Linked DNA regions of Mus musculus: regions 1 and 2 are each linked to region 3. Evidence: chromatin contacts called from public promoter capture Hi-C data. All regions are on one chromosome and are shown on one strand. The core of a region is the stretch at or near the end of the contact, and the rest is flanking DNA. Distances in the headings are between cores, read along the strand shown.

Evidence for each region. Promoter capture Hi-C pulls out the DNA fragments that hold promoters and counts their contacts.
Region 1: a promoter capture Hi-C map of the 3T3-L1 cell line shows a contact between it and region 3, with 4 times the contacts expected there. The contact joins the promoter of Ereg here to the promoter of Naaa in region 3. A contact is called at or near these places in 1 of 39 promoter capture datasets (the 3T3-L1 cell line) and 1 of 115 datasets of contacts at active chromatin or transcription factors (pancreatic cancer cells).
Region 2: a contact with region 3 is called in a promoter capture Hi-C map of liver, with 3 times the contacts expected there. The contact joins the promoter of Rassf6 here to the promoter of Naaa in region 3. A contact is called at or near these places in 2 of 39 promoter capture datasets (the C10 cell line and liver).

Annotation. Positions count from the first base shown.
Region 1 is chr5:91,071,666-91,076,393 of GRCm38.p6, reverse strand. Ereg (epiregulin) reads right to left here and starts at 1,777. Exons shown (of 5, transcript NM_007950.2): 1 at 1,589-1,777. The coding sequence starts at 1,634. It overlaps Gm19610 (a long non-coding RNA gene), which reads left to right and starts at 1,459. Exons shown (of 3, transcript XR_001784889.2): 1 at 1,459-1,720; 2 at 3,016-3,212.
Region 2 is chr5:90,638,006-90,642,606 of GRCm38.p6, reverse strand. It overlaps Rassf6 (Ras association (RalGDS/AF-6) domain family member 6), which reads left to right and starts at 2,080. Exons shown (of 11, transcript NM_028478.3): 1 at 2,080-2,220.
Region 3 is chr5:92,276,459-92,280,991 of GRCm38.p6, reverse strand. Naaa (N-acylethanolamine acid amidase) reads left to right here and starts at 2,811. Exons shown (of 11, transcript NM_025972.4): 1 at 2,811-3,080; 2 at 3,909-4,073. The coding sequence starts at 2,860.

The DNA.
Region 1 (4,728 bases), core at 528-3,027, 1.2 Mb after region 3:
TTCTCTATGCTTTGTACTGAAACAATAAGACCTGCCTACATACCAGGCTATAAAGGTACAATGTAGAACTCCAAACAGGAACTTTTCTAGTGACAAGAAGTATCTCAACAGACTGGGAGAACAGAAACTGACCTAGCTCATTTGGAACCGGGCTTGGCGCCTGATGAAACAGGTGAACTGTAATTAAGGACTGCAATAAAGGAGTTAAGCACTTTCATGACAACAAAAACACACACAGCACACCCCGCACTAGGCGGCTAGCAACCCCATTATTCACAGACTCTTGCTATCCCACATTAGCATATCCACTGAGATGCACAGAATAGACAGTTGCATTGTCTGGATACACCTTGTAAGTGGAAAAACAAAGTCACTCCACCACTGTGACCTTTAGGTTCATGCCTAACTTGAGGAAGACTGTCACCGATTGGAGTTTATCCTTTTCAGAGACCTTAAACTAAACACAGTGAAGCCACGTTGCTTAAAATTGCTCTTCTAGCAAGGCATTCTTAGCTCATTTTTGACAGAAACCACAGATCCAGTTTCCACTTGGGTTCTTGCCCTTAAACGTGTAATCTCTAAGTATGCATAGTATGTACTTCATTAGGGTTCCCAACCCCTGTAAGGCGTGTCAAAATAATAATTTAACTGTCGCATCCTGCACAGGAAGCGTCTCAGGGAAATTTGTCTCATTGCAAGTTCAAGAAGAATGTGGGATTGATAACTTTTATTTCCTTATTAAAACGTTCATCTATTGGGAAAGTTTATATATAACTCTTAAATCATCTGGCACTTAAGAAATTAGGGACAATTGGTTAAACAAAATAAAGCAGAGAGAGAGAGAGAGAGAGAGAGAGAGAGAGAGAGAGAGAGAGAGAGAGAGAGAGAGAGAGAGAGAGAGAGAGAAACTTTGCAAATAATGGGATTCCCACATTTGTGCCCCTGCCCACAGAGCTAACTCATTTCAAACAAGAAAACTACCCATAAAACAAACAAAAACCTCTCTAAACTACCCATCTTTAAGCCTGGGAGGCAGGGGCTGCTGGGGAAAGCAGCAGGTGAGAAGTCTGTTGGCAGTTGCTTCCTGGACCTGACCAGGTAGCCTTGGCCCCAGCAGCCCTGCTGGAGCAGGCACATCCCAGAGCCCCCTGGTTGTAAACTGGTCCTTTGCACAAAGGTCTCTAGCAGGCTGAAGCAATCTCTTCCTGCACCACCCTAAGAAAGTAAATCATTATCTATCAGAGATACTGTCCATACCTTTGGGGTTCTAGAACTGCTCAATTTTCAAAAGAAAGTGGGGGCGGGGAGGGGGGGAGAAAACCTTTAAAACTTTTAAAAAGTTTTTTTCAGTAAAATTGATATTAATTCATGCATAACATAAACTAGTCATGAATTTATCGACAAAAAGCAACGTCAACCGACCAAGTCGCACCATCCCGCACTTCCCCAGCCCCGCCAGTGAGAAAGACAGACTCACAGAAGACATCCTCTTAGACTGAGCGCACTTTAACAACTCCATACTTGTCCTATGACAAATGCACCGCGCCTTCCTCCCCCTCTTCTCCTCTTGGGGGCGTCGAGGGCTTACCTAGACAAAGCAGCGTCAAGACCCAAGAGGCAGGGAGCGTCTCCATCCTTCTTTCTCGGTGCAGCTTGCGGAGTGCGCGGCGGCCAGCGGGAGCAAGGTGCCTGTGGCTGAGTTGGAACCGAGCTGATCCAGGTACCAGAGCCCACCAAGTCGCTGTGACTCTGAGCAGCCAGGCAAGTGAGCTGAGCTACTCGGCGCAGCGCAGCGACCTTTATAAGTCTGGGGAGGTGCCTAGGCACGCGAGGACTTACTAGCGGGTTGTCCAGGGTTTCCTAATGCCACCCCCCGGGGGGAGGAGTGGTGGCCAGCGGAGGACTGGCCAGATGTCATCCTCCCTCTCAGGAACACCTGAGAGGAGGGTTTCAGGAATGAATGTCCTTCTAGTGTGGCTACTCCCCAAACTTTTCCATCCTCCTTGTCTTCGGACTCAAGCCCCGAGGAGGTGGGGAGCTTGGACCAGATGGGTTGGTTTGCTCTATGGGGTCATCTGCCGGGTAGTGGGTGGCTTTAGTTGCTGTGGGTGACTGTTGTAGTCAGGGCTGTGTTTCCAGCGCATACTTTTGGAGAGTTGAGTTGCCAACTCAGGCCGGAATAACTCCCTGTTTGGGAACATACTTGAAGCATGTCACTGGCTCCAGAGCTCTCTGCTCCTATTCAAATGCCCGGAAATGCCTTTCACCCTCACGCCTTCCTTCTCAGCCCCTCAGCTTCCAATGTGATTCAGACATTTATCACCTCAAAGTCTAGTAATTATGAAGAAAGCCCTATATTGTTTGTCCGTTCTGTCCTATTTGCTATCTATTGGCAAATTTTTTGAGTTAACAACTCCAAACACTGCCTTAATCCAGCACTCCTTGCTACAACAACTTTCCAGTTCTCTGTGCCTGTCTCAAATGCAAACTTGAATCGGTCCTTATCTGAGCTCGCACTAGTTTGTCAGACAAATTGGCTCACCACCTCACCATTTCTGCTTCTTCGCAGTTTCCTCCCATTGCTGATGGAGTCATACTTGGGGGAAAGGCTGCCTTTTATGAGGAACTAGGCGAATTAGTCTATTTAGCGTGGCTCTCGAGGCCCGGGATGTGTGAGTTCACAGGGATCTTGTCTGGTTTGAGATACCTTTTCCCTTGATTCATAGAATCTAGATTAGGCCCTGCGCTTCTGGTTAAATGACTGTGTATGCTTTGGTTTTTATTTATAAGTCTGGTTTTCATATCTCTACAGACATAGGGGTTTTTCCTCCCTCTGGGTTTTAGTTACATTCCTCTGGAGAGATTAGGAATAGTCAATTTAACACACAAAGAGATTGGGATGGAAAATGGAATCTGAATGATTTTTGCCTAGTACATTTGTTGATTTTCTAGCTCAAAATTAGAAAATGGATTGTTTATAAATTCTTTTTTTCCTGTTATTTTCTCTCCCTTAAGTCAAGGTCTTTGAGTGTCCGCACATTTTGTTGTTGGAAAGCAATACTGCATTCTTTTCGTGGTGAAGACTTAAACATTTGAATGGAAATCCTTGAAAAGCCTGCTCAGTCTTTCTACCCCGGCTCATGATGAAGGAGGCTTAAGACTAGTTAACTATTGGAGAAGATAAGGGGCGTGTTAAGCACAGTGCCTAGAAGGTCAGTGCTCCCTGAAAGTTCCCACTCTTACCTGCAAATGCCCACTCCTAAGGGGTACTTGGTAGTTAATCAATATTTACAAGTCCAGGGAAATCCAGGAACAATAGATTACAGGTAGGCAAGCTTTCTCTGTTGACTCCAATTTGTTGAAAGGGCAGATGGTAAGGAGCTTCACAGTGATTTTTTACGTGTGTGTGTGTGTGTGTGTGTGTGTGTGTCTGTCTGTCTGTCTGTCTGTCTGTGTATCAATGGCTAGAGCTGAGTAATATAACATTGGTAATGGGTTGTAGCTTTGTGGGTCACTTATAGGAGTCATACATTTGGTAAACCAGAATAAGGAAAAAGAGATTTGGTTACAAATTAGAGCTGAAAATAAAAATAGCTCAAGTGCCTGAGGAATAAAAGCAAAAGAGTGGGTCATCAGCTGGAGTCATCAGCCTCCAGCCTCCACGGTGACTTGTGCTACCTGCACAAGTACCCTTGCAATAAGTGAAAGAGAGGAGAGGGGACCTTGCTCACTCACTCACTCTGGTTCCTGCCTCCTTTCATTAGATGGAGTGCTGTGCCTTCTGTTCATAAAACAAAATAAAGGGATGGAGTAGGAGAGTAACAGGGCCATACTGACAGCAGGCAGCAAAGGGCCAGCTCTGGCACCATCTGTAGTCAAGATGGATTTTCACTCTGTGGCTGATGCCTGCATGAGGGGAAAATTCCTCACACGTCTCTTAAACATTTCCACAGCACATGCCCTTCAGCCGGCTGGCTTCTAACATGGTGTGAGGAAATCTTTTCTTTACTGGGTCTGTGTTTACTCAATTTTGTAGCCATTACTTCTCCAGCGTGACTCCACCATGACACATCAGGAGAGGTTTGCTGCTGCCTCCGCAAAATAGTATTCTGTATTTAAAAAAAAAGGAACAATTTTCATTCATTGTTACTTCATACATAGTATAAGGTACAATCATAATTCCCCTTAAAGGCAGAAACATGTTCGAGTGACTGCTGAACAGTTGGAGAATAAAATAAATTTATAATTTTCCAACTAGAAAGATGATGCTAAAACATCAGCCCGATCAGCAATCCCCAATTTGACATGTATGTGAAATTATTTTAAAGAGATTAGTAGTCTTAAGACATCTTAAGAGGTTAGTATATACAAATTACATATACATGTTTAATATTACTTAAATGTGACATTGAATTCTTACTGTGATTAGTAAGTATATTCAGTTTTTAAAAGACACTGAGTTCATTATGGCATTGTAGCATGTGCTTTTAGTATCATCCTTGATCATACTTTCATACATGTCTTTTCCTCTTCTACCCTCTCTTAATTCCTTCCTAACCCTGGTAACTCCTTTCCTGCAAACCTCTTTTTCACACTTCTGTTTATATGCTTTATTTTGTGACTCACTGGGCCTGCGTGACTTTACTCAATGTAATTTTTTTCCCAGCGCCATCCACTTACCTGCTGATAGATAAGATTCTGGGGTGCATATATTACATATTTTCAGTA
Region 2 (4,601 bases), core at 831-3,330, 1.6 Mb after region 3:
TATGCAAGGTTAATGTAAGAAAGACTTCGACTTTACTAGTAACTAATTCTGTACACATTTACAGCATTTATCAGCTGAGGATGGTATAAACCTGAATCCCAGCACTAAGGAAATGAACCAAAAGGTCGAGAGTTGGAGACTGGAATAGCTATCAAGTGAGCCCTGTCTCAAAAAATAAAATAAAATAAAATAAAATATGAATTCTAAACTTTCAAACTGGTAATAATTGGAAAGAAGTACAATAACTCATGAACACATATTACCCTAGGATTATGAAATCAATAAATTATTCTTTGGATTAGAAAACTTTTAGAATCTAGAGGCATGGCTAAGGACTTAGCACCTGCTGCTCTTGCAGAGAACCCAGGTTCGGTTCCCAGCACCCACATGGTGACTCGCTACTGTCTGTGACTCCATTGCTGGGGGATCCAATACCCTCTTCTAGCCCCAGCAGGCACAGAAAGCAGATGGTGTCCACACACACAGGCAAAACACCCATGCTCATAAGATAAAAGTAAAATAAATTTTAATATAATTTAAAGTATATACCCTTTTTCATCCTGTTACTTCACTTTGAAGGTTGTAAGGTCGTAACCACAGTTCAGAGCAATTACATGTAAAAATTCGCTGTAGTGTTGTTTAGAAATAAAACTCCCTCTCAATAAGGAACTGCTTAAATAAATAATGCTCTATGCATATGGCATATTACAGTGCCGCTAGTTAAAATACATTGTAAGAAAAAAATTAACCCACCCTGACATATGGTAAATTGTTCACAATATCTTTTATGAGATAAAGATAAGTTATAGAAGAGCAAACTATGCAGCCACCTTCAGATATGTTCCCAGAGTAAATATGTCAGCCATGACAGTCAGCCCGCTGCTTACAATAATTTTATTCCAGAGATAGATTTGTAAATATTTTTGTTTCATTTCTGTGTTTTTGAAATTTTTCACATTGTGCATGCTATATGGCTTTACAGTCTACAGAAAAACTATACATCTACACGAGGATAAAGTATTTAAAGGGAAGGCTGCAGATAAAGGCAGAAACCCAGTGTTGCCCAGACACTGAAAACAAACAGGAGATCCGTTTGAGCACGGGCGACTGGGTGCAGCCAGGATCTGAGCAAGACATTGTAGAAGCAGAGCTGTAAACACTGCAGGTCCTGTTCTTTATCATCCAAAGGTCAGTCCACGCCAGCAACCACACACCAGTATACTGTGAGCCAACGTGGCCAAGCTAGTACAAGTGATGGCCGATACCTCTTTTGACCAATGCCTGTTAAATCTCAAAGCCCCTCACCTTTTTCAATGGCCACAGGCTAACTCGACTGTCTGACCCTTTCTGCGTGAGTTTAGAATCCTATGGAAGGCACCGTATAGACACATCAAACAAGCACTGGGGCTCTAGCGTCATTGTCAGACCTTCAGTTCAGTCAGCATTCCACCTCAGAGAACACAAGTCAAGCCTGCCTCACCTTCTCTTAAAATAATAATACGGCTACCCAAGACCCAATTTAAGTCAGGTGGTCAGGCCAGGCACATGAGCCCTGATGTTGCAAGCTGCCTGGAAGGTTCTGGCACACCCTAAGGGTGTGAGGAAAAAAAAAAAAAGTCTTGGGTGCAAAGGTGCTGGCAGAAAGCCAAGACTAAGGAAAAGAAAATTAAGAAATCACAAGCTGAAAGACAACTTAACTTTTCAAAGACAAAACGCAGAGTCCTAGCTGGAGCCGTTTATCTGCAGCACAGTTGGCTAGCAAAGATCCTGCAGCCTGTCACTGACAAAGGTCCCCACCATCAGTCCACTACTGCAGAGAGCAGGGTACCTGCTGGCCGCAAGGACAGAGTAAACACTCCCAACATGCACTGAGGCACTGGGCGTGGCTCAGGTTGCTCACACCCCCTGCGATGGGCAACCTTGTAATAATTAACTGCCGCTGGGGCTGCGAAACTCTGCCTGGAGCAGCACTGTGGGGCCAGCCATGTGTCCTCCACCCTGACTGCCTGCCTCGGCTCGGAGCAGGTGAGTGATCAGGTGAGTGACAAGGACGCCTTGTCACCCGCAGGCAGCTCCGCCTTCCCACTACTGTAAGGGACAGCTCGCCACCTCAGGCTCCGCGCTGCTTGGTCACAAGAGTCTCCTTTGCCCGGCACAAAAGCAGGTGAACTTGGAGGTTGAAGCGAAGAGCCCCGCTCAGTCCACACACAGGCACACCAGGTAGGGGTGCGGGGAGCATTTGAGAGCGGTCTAGAGAAACTGAAATCCATAGTCAGGAAGCGTAAACCCGTGCGTGCATCAGCGCAACCTGAGCCCTAGTGTGAGTTGGCCTTAAATCAGAATTTTTTTTTCAGAATACTCTCCTGGAGAAGGTAAGCGCGTGAGGGGGTTAGGACACAGTAGTGGGGAGGGGCGTTTGGAGCAGCAAGACCACCCTGCCTTCCCCTTTCCCAAAGAGCCAGCTCGTTGACTTTTACCTTAGCTGCTTCTTGTGTTTCAAGTTTGTCATACATGACTACATCGTAAAGGAAAGACCCTTTAACTTGAGGGGTCAGTTAAATGTTCCTTTCTTCAAGGTAAATCAGCTTCACTGAGAAGGGATTGAGATATAATGAAGACCTCACCAAACAATGTTAGGATGACCGTAATCACAAGGGCATCTGTGAGTTAGCATCCAGATTCTGAAGCTGGAGAGTCATAGGATCAAGCCTTGTGTCTGCTACTTACTAGTTTGTCACTTTGAACGTTACTTCCCATATCTAAGCCTCATAAGTCTGGCATCTATAAAACAAACATGATACCATGTGTCTCAGGGCACTTTAGTGGGGATTAAACAGGTGGCAGTTCTTCCACAAACGGCATCGCATCGTATGTCACCGCCCACAAATCTACAGATCTGTAAAATGGGTGTGACGGGGAGGACAAACTGACCTGAGCTGGACAGACAACACCAGACCCTGAGGATGCTGGAAGAGGAACAGTGCTTGTGAGACTGACCTGGTGACCATGGGCGAGCAGCAGCAGCTCTGTAGTGGTAAAACTGCCTGGCTTCTCCTCACTTCCAAGTGTTTAGCCTACCTGAAGGCCAGTTTAAACTTAAATGTTATCCACTTTTATTTTGTGAAAGTGGTGTTTATTTCTGAGGAAATAAAAAGCATCTGTAGTGAGAAAATTACTATCTATTTTATGCTGTAAAGCCCTGGCCTTTATGCTTCACATGAAAGACTGCATTTGAATGACTTTCATCAAATTAGACTATCTGGGCTAAGCCCTTCTGTTGTAACACATATTGAATGGTTTACAGTCAAATGATGGTGACTTTCTTTATATGCTAACAGTCTGGTGCTCATGCTTTGTCGGGCTCTAACTCTTCAGCTTAAATGACAAGGAAGTGGCTTTTTATTATACGGTGTTGTGTAAAGGACACTTTTGTGACTCTTGCTATGAGTTTTATGAATGTTGCTAAATGGTTTACAATGCAAATCATCATTGTCTTAAATGTTCATTTTTCCACTATAGAATTTGAATTTCCTAATCCACATCTAATGAGATACTGACTGAAGAATTTTGGGTAGATTTCTAATGCCAAGTCAACTGACATTTGTTGTGCTATTGGCTTATAGGATCTAGCAATAACAGTGCAGTTTGGCTTATAAAATAATCTCATTTATTTAGACTACCTCAGAGTAATAACTAAACATTTTTCATCTATTATACTGAATATAAACTGTTGAATACAATTTAAAGTATTTGATTTTATATTCCCTAGTGATATATCAATATAAAAAACAGTGCCCCAAGTAAGATAAATCTGTTTGACTATATTTAATATTTTAATATTGAGATGAATCTCCTTAACCTCATAAAAAACTATCTTCCTAGTTAGCTTATATGCTATACGTATATGTTTATCTGTTGTTCCTAAAATATATAACCCTATATTGCAAATTATAGAATGTTCTAATCAACAACACAGAAAAATAACGAGGGTTGTATGAAATAATAAACTTTTCTAATTATATTTAAAATAGTGCAGATAACATAGCATTAAATGTTGTACACTTAATGTTGACTCCTATTTTAGTTTCCTGAAATGAGTAGCTTATAATTATAATTAAACTAGATGTTTTATGCTAAATCTCCAGTTACTTGTATAAATTCAGGGATTCTGGGGCTTCAGAAACACGGATTTAGGCTTCATGTAAAAAATTTAATTTTTTAAAAAATATTCAAGTCATCCATTCATCTGTTGAAGGACATCCATCAGCCGGTTGGCTTCCTTTCCCTGGCTAGAGTGAACACAGCTGAGCAAGTGTCTCTGGGATGGATGTGGAGTCCTTGGGCATAGGACAGGGACTAGTGGGGCTGGGTCAGGTAGTAATCTAACTTTCAGCTTCTTGAGAATTCTCCATGCCGGATTCCACAGTGGCGACATCGGTTTGCATCCTATCCAACAGTGAATGTGGGGGATCCCTGTCTCCCACATCTTTACCAGCATCTGTTGTCGGTTGTTTTCTTGATCTTGGCCATTTTGACTGGAATACAACACCACCTCTAAATAACTTTAATTTGCATCTCTCTAATTGCTACGAATGTTGAAC
Region 3 (4,533 bases), core at 1,562-4,061:
TTCCAGGTAGTATGGCTCTGTCTCGAAAGCAGAATTCCAAGGTGCAGTATATGTGTCCACCAATGCACACATGGAATCTCTGAGAAAGTCTTTCACTGAAACTGAAGCTCACTGATTGGCTAGGCCAGCCTGCTAATGGTCCCTGAAATCCACCTGTCTCTCCCTCACCTGCCACCCCAGCTCTGGGAATAGACATGAACATGTGTAGGGCAGGAGGAATGGCTAGAGATTGAAACTCAGGTTCTCATGCTTAAACATCAAGTGCTTTACCCACTGAGCTATCCTCCCTCCCCAGCCCATCCCCCAAAGCTCTTAGTGGCACAGAGGGTAGTGTGGAGGGGAACACATTGGTGTCTTCATCAACTCATATGCCAACAATTTGGGGAAATTATCCCAGAATGAAAAGAAGCTTAAGCTATATCTCAATTTTAATTTTTTAATGTACAAGAGTATATGTGTGTGTGTGTGTGTGTACTCTTCTACATATGTTATTTCTATAAAGTCTTAAGATTGTTCTTTGAGGGGCTGGTGAGATGGCTCAGTGGGTAAGAGCACCCGACTGCTCTTCCGAAGGTCCAGAGTTCAAATCCCAGCAACCACATGGTGGCTCACAACCATCCGTAACGAGATCTGACTCCCTCTTCTGGATTGTCTGAAGACAGCTACAATGTACTTACATATAATAAATAAATAAATCTTTAAAAAAAAAAAGATTGTTCTTTGAATGCAAACAGAGTACTGTTAAGAAAACAAGCCAATCTTTAAGTAACGGTGGTTTTCCCTTGAGGCACATACAGTCTTGGTGTTTCTTCTATAAATAAAACGGCCATGTGGAAATGGTTGCTGGATGTGAGTGGAAAGGATATATCTGAGTGACTTCTTTTTGCCTGCTTTGGACACTTTGGTAACTCGTATGTTAAGCATTTATATACATTTATATAAAGCATCCTTTGCAGAATCAGGAACAGCTCTAGTTCCGCATCAGCCAGAGGCAGTTGGAACAGGCCTGCTAATCCTAAATCAGCATCAAAGGGGCCTTAAAAGGAAATTGGGCCAAGTTGTAAAACAGAAAGGCAAAATGGGAACTGCCATTCCAGGAAGGGCTGCAAGAGTGGAAGTTTAAAGGAATCACTAGGGAAGGAAATTCGGAGTAAAAATACAGCTTCCTGTTTCAGGGGTACTGCACCTTTTTTTTTTTTAAGGTAAAAACATTTGAAAGATTTATTTATTTAATGTATATGAGTACCCTGTAGCAGACACTCCAGAAGAGGGCATTGGATTCCATTACAGATGTTTGTGAGCCACCATGTGATTGCTGGGATTTGAACTCAGGACCTCTGGAAGAGCAGTCAGTGCTCTTAGCCACTGAGCCATCTCTCCAGCCCAATAAAAACACTTTATAATCACGACTTTTTAACATACAAATATATAGAGCACAAGGAAACATTTACCAATCCAATGTTAATATCCTGGCTTTTTTGTTGCTTTTGTTTTATAAGTGAAAGCATGAGAGGCTGGCTTTCTGGCTCACGCCTGTAATCCCAGTACCCAGGGCTCAAGCGGGAGGAGCAGGAGGGTGGGGTCAGTCTGGGCTATGTTCTGCCTACAGAGAGGAAGTTCAGTATAAGAAGAGAACCAAAAAGTGGAACTGAAGCACTCACCATGACCCCTCCCTCAAGTGCTGCTAATCTCAGATGTGTGTGTGTGTGTGTGTGTGTGTGTGTGTGTGTGTGTGTGTGCGCGCGCGCACGCTCCTGTGTGTGTCTTCAGCACAGTATTATTTAGTATCTTAAAATTTGGCATAGAGTATCAGTTTGTGCTTTTGCTGACTGTAACTCAGCATTAGCATGTTTGTGTGTGTGTTGTGTGGCGGTGCACGTGTGTGTGTGTGCACATGGAGGCTAGAGGCTGACATGGGGGTCTTTGTTACTTTCCACTGCAGGCAGGGATTTTTTCCTGAGGCAGCGTTGCTCTCTCACTGAACATGCTGCTCACTTGACTTGGGTGAGCTGAATGTGCAGTTTAGCTCCATCCCAGCAAGAGGCCACTGGGGTGGACTAGCCCTGGGGTCCTTCGGCCTGCTCACTAGCTCCATCCTCATGGCTTGTTCGGCTTGCTTTCTTATAGAACCCAGGATCATCAGGCCAGGGATGGCGCCACCCACAAAGGGATGGGCCCACTCCCATCGATCGCTTATTGAGAAAATGTCTTACAGCTGGATCTCATGGAAGCATTGTCCTCAACCGAGGCGCCTCTCTGACGGCTCTAGCTTGTGTTGACACAGAACCATCCAGTACACCGGCGCTGGTTGAAACAGAGTCTGAACTTTAGGTGTTTAAGTACAGCGCAATTTTAGGGAAAAGACGTTTCCTGGTAACAATTATCTCAATCTCATGTGCACAGTAAAGCTTACGGCATCTTAAGGACCTTGGGCAGGATCGGGTGTGGTCTTGGGCATACATATTTCATAGAGTCATCAAACTACAAAGTGCATGTGACATCTTCCGTAAGGATAGGTTCTATTGACTGAGAAACAATGCTTACGAGTCTGGGAAGTCTAGGATAGAAGTATAGTCTAGGGGGTTCGGGTGAGGTCTGGCCCTACGTATAGCACAAATCACCAGGTTATTAAGTACAACCACTCCCGGCCTTTTACACAGAGATGTGATACTGCCTCTAGCTGTGAGTGAGAAGCAGGCTTAATCCCGCTGGGGCAGGAGGCGGTGTCAGTGCTTGGGTTCCTGACCGGGTGGAGCGCAGGCCCCGCCTTCAGTGCCAGCACCGCCCCAGGCCTCCCACTCCGCCTCCCCAGGACAGCAAAGATTCATTGGTCCGGTGGTGGCCTCAGAAGCCGGAGCTATGGGGACCCTAGCCACCAGGGCCGCGTGCCATGGGGCACACCTGGCCCTGGCTCTGTTGCTGCTACTGTCGCTGTCCGGTCCCTGGCTGTCGGCTGTCGTCCCCGGGACTCCGCCTCTCTTCAACGTCAGTCTGGACGCGGCCCCGGAGCAGCGCTGGCTGCCGATGCTGCGGCACTACGACCCAGACTTCTTGCGCACCGCGGTGGCGCAGGTCATTGGGTGAGCGCGGGACTGGTCTGGTGAACTTGTAGTCAGGCTCTGCTCTTCCCTCGTTGCTGCACCTCTACCCTCTCACCGCTGCACCGCTGCCCTCCCCACTGCTCTGCGCAGCGCCCAGCGGGTGGCTGACCCAGCAAGGCCAGTTCGGCTCTCAAATTCGGAGCCTCCTGCGGCGCGCGCGTTTACCACACATTTTCCGGGTCAGGGTAACGCGCAAGGTGTCACCCAGTATGCTAAGCTGCAGCGTAGGGCATGCAGCCCAGGAAACTCCGCATCGTGGACCAGCCTGGCTGGCCTTACATGGAGGTTGGCACTGGAGGTAGTGGTGATTGCACTACCATTGGGTGTATCTCAGCCCTTATACTTTTCATTTCGAAAGTCTCGCTGGGAGTTTGACTATACATATATGAGTATATGGACAACATAAATTGGATTTGGTGGTTTGTTTTTGTTGTTGTTTTGTTTGTTTGTTTGTTTGAGGGGTAAGGCAAAGGTGGGAGGGTGGACTCGAGAGGAACGTGTGATCGGGTTGCATTGTATGAAATTCCCAAATAATGAATATAAATGTTATGATGTGAGAAAAAAAGAAAGAGATTCTCGCTGTGAAACATAAACTGCCCTTACAATCCTCCTGCCTCAGCCTCCTGAGTAGCTGGGATTACAGCCCTGCACTATCATGCCCACTTTATTCCCGCTGGTTTGAACGCTGGGAATGGAGCAGCTCTGAAAGTAATCTAGATTCCCAACATTCCTCCCGCCTCGTCCACGCATACGTGCACTGTCCATGCTCTGAGACGAGAAACAAACTTCGTACTTTTTCATTTCTAGCGACAGGGTTCCCCAGTGGGTACTCGGGATGGTCGGAGAAATTGTGTCGAAGGTGGAGAGCTTCCTGCCTCAGCCCTTCACCGACGAGATCCGCAGCATCTGTGACTCGCTCAACCTCAGCCTGGCTGACGGTATCTTGGTCAACCTGGCCTACGAGGCTTCCGCGTAAGTGCCCCGTGCTAGGTGGATTAAAGTCAACTAATTGCCACCTACTGGGGACTCCTGTCACCCATAATGAATGGAGGAGATATGTTCGCTTGGTGAAGATGAGATAATGACTGAAGTTTACATGTCACCTTAGGTTTCTGACTCCCCAGGGAAATCAGAGCAGCATGTGTCTGGTGGACTTCCAGAGGGAAGCAGCCGCTCTACCCAAAGCTTACTTTTATCTTGTCAGGGATCTAGATGGCATCCTACTTTCCAAACTGTTAAGGCCTAGGAACTGTCGAAGGTCTGGCCAGCCAGTTTGCACTGTTACTAATGATATAAAGAAACTTTCTCAAGTGCTTGTTATTAGGAAACGAGGCCTGAGCTTGTTGCTTATTCTGTTATGTTCTGTGCCTTGGTGTTCTTGGAAACCAATCACAATAGAAGGCAATTAGAAAGAACTGCTTTGTATAGTTAG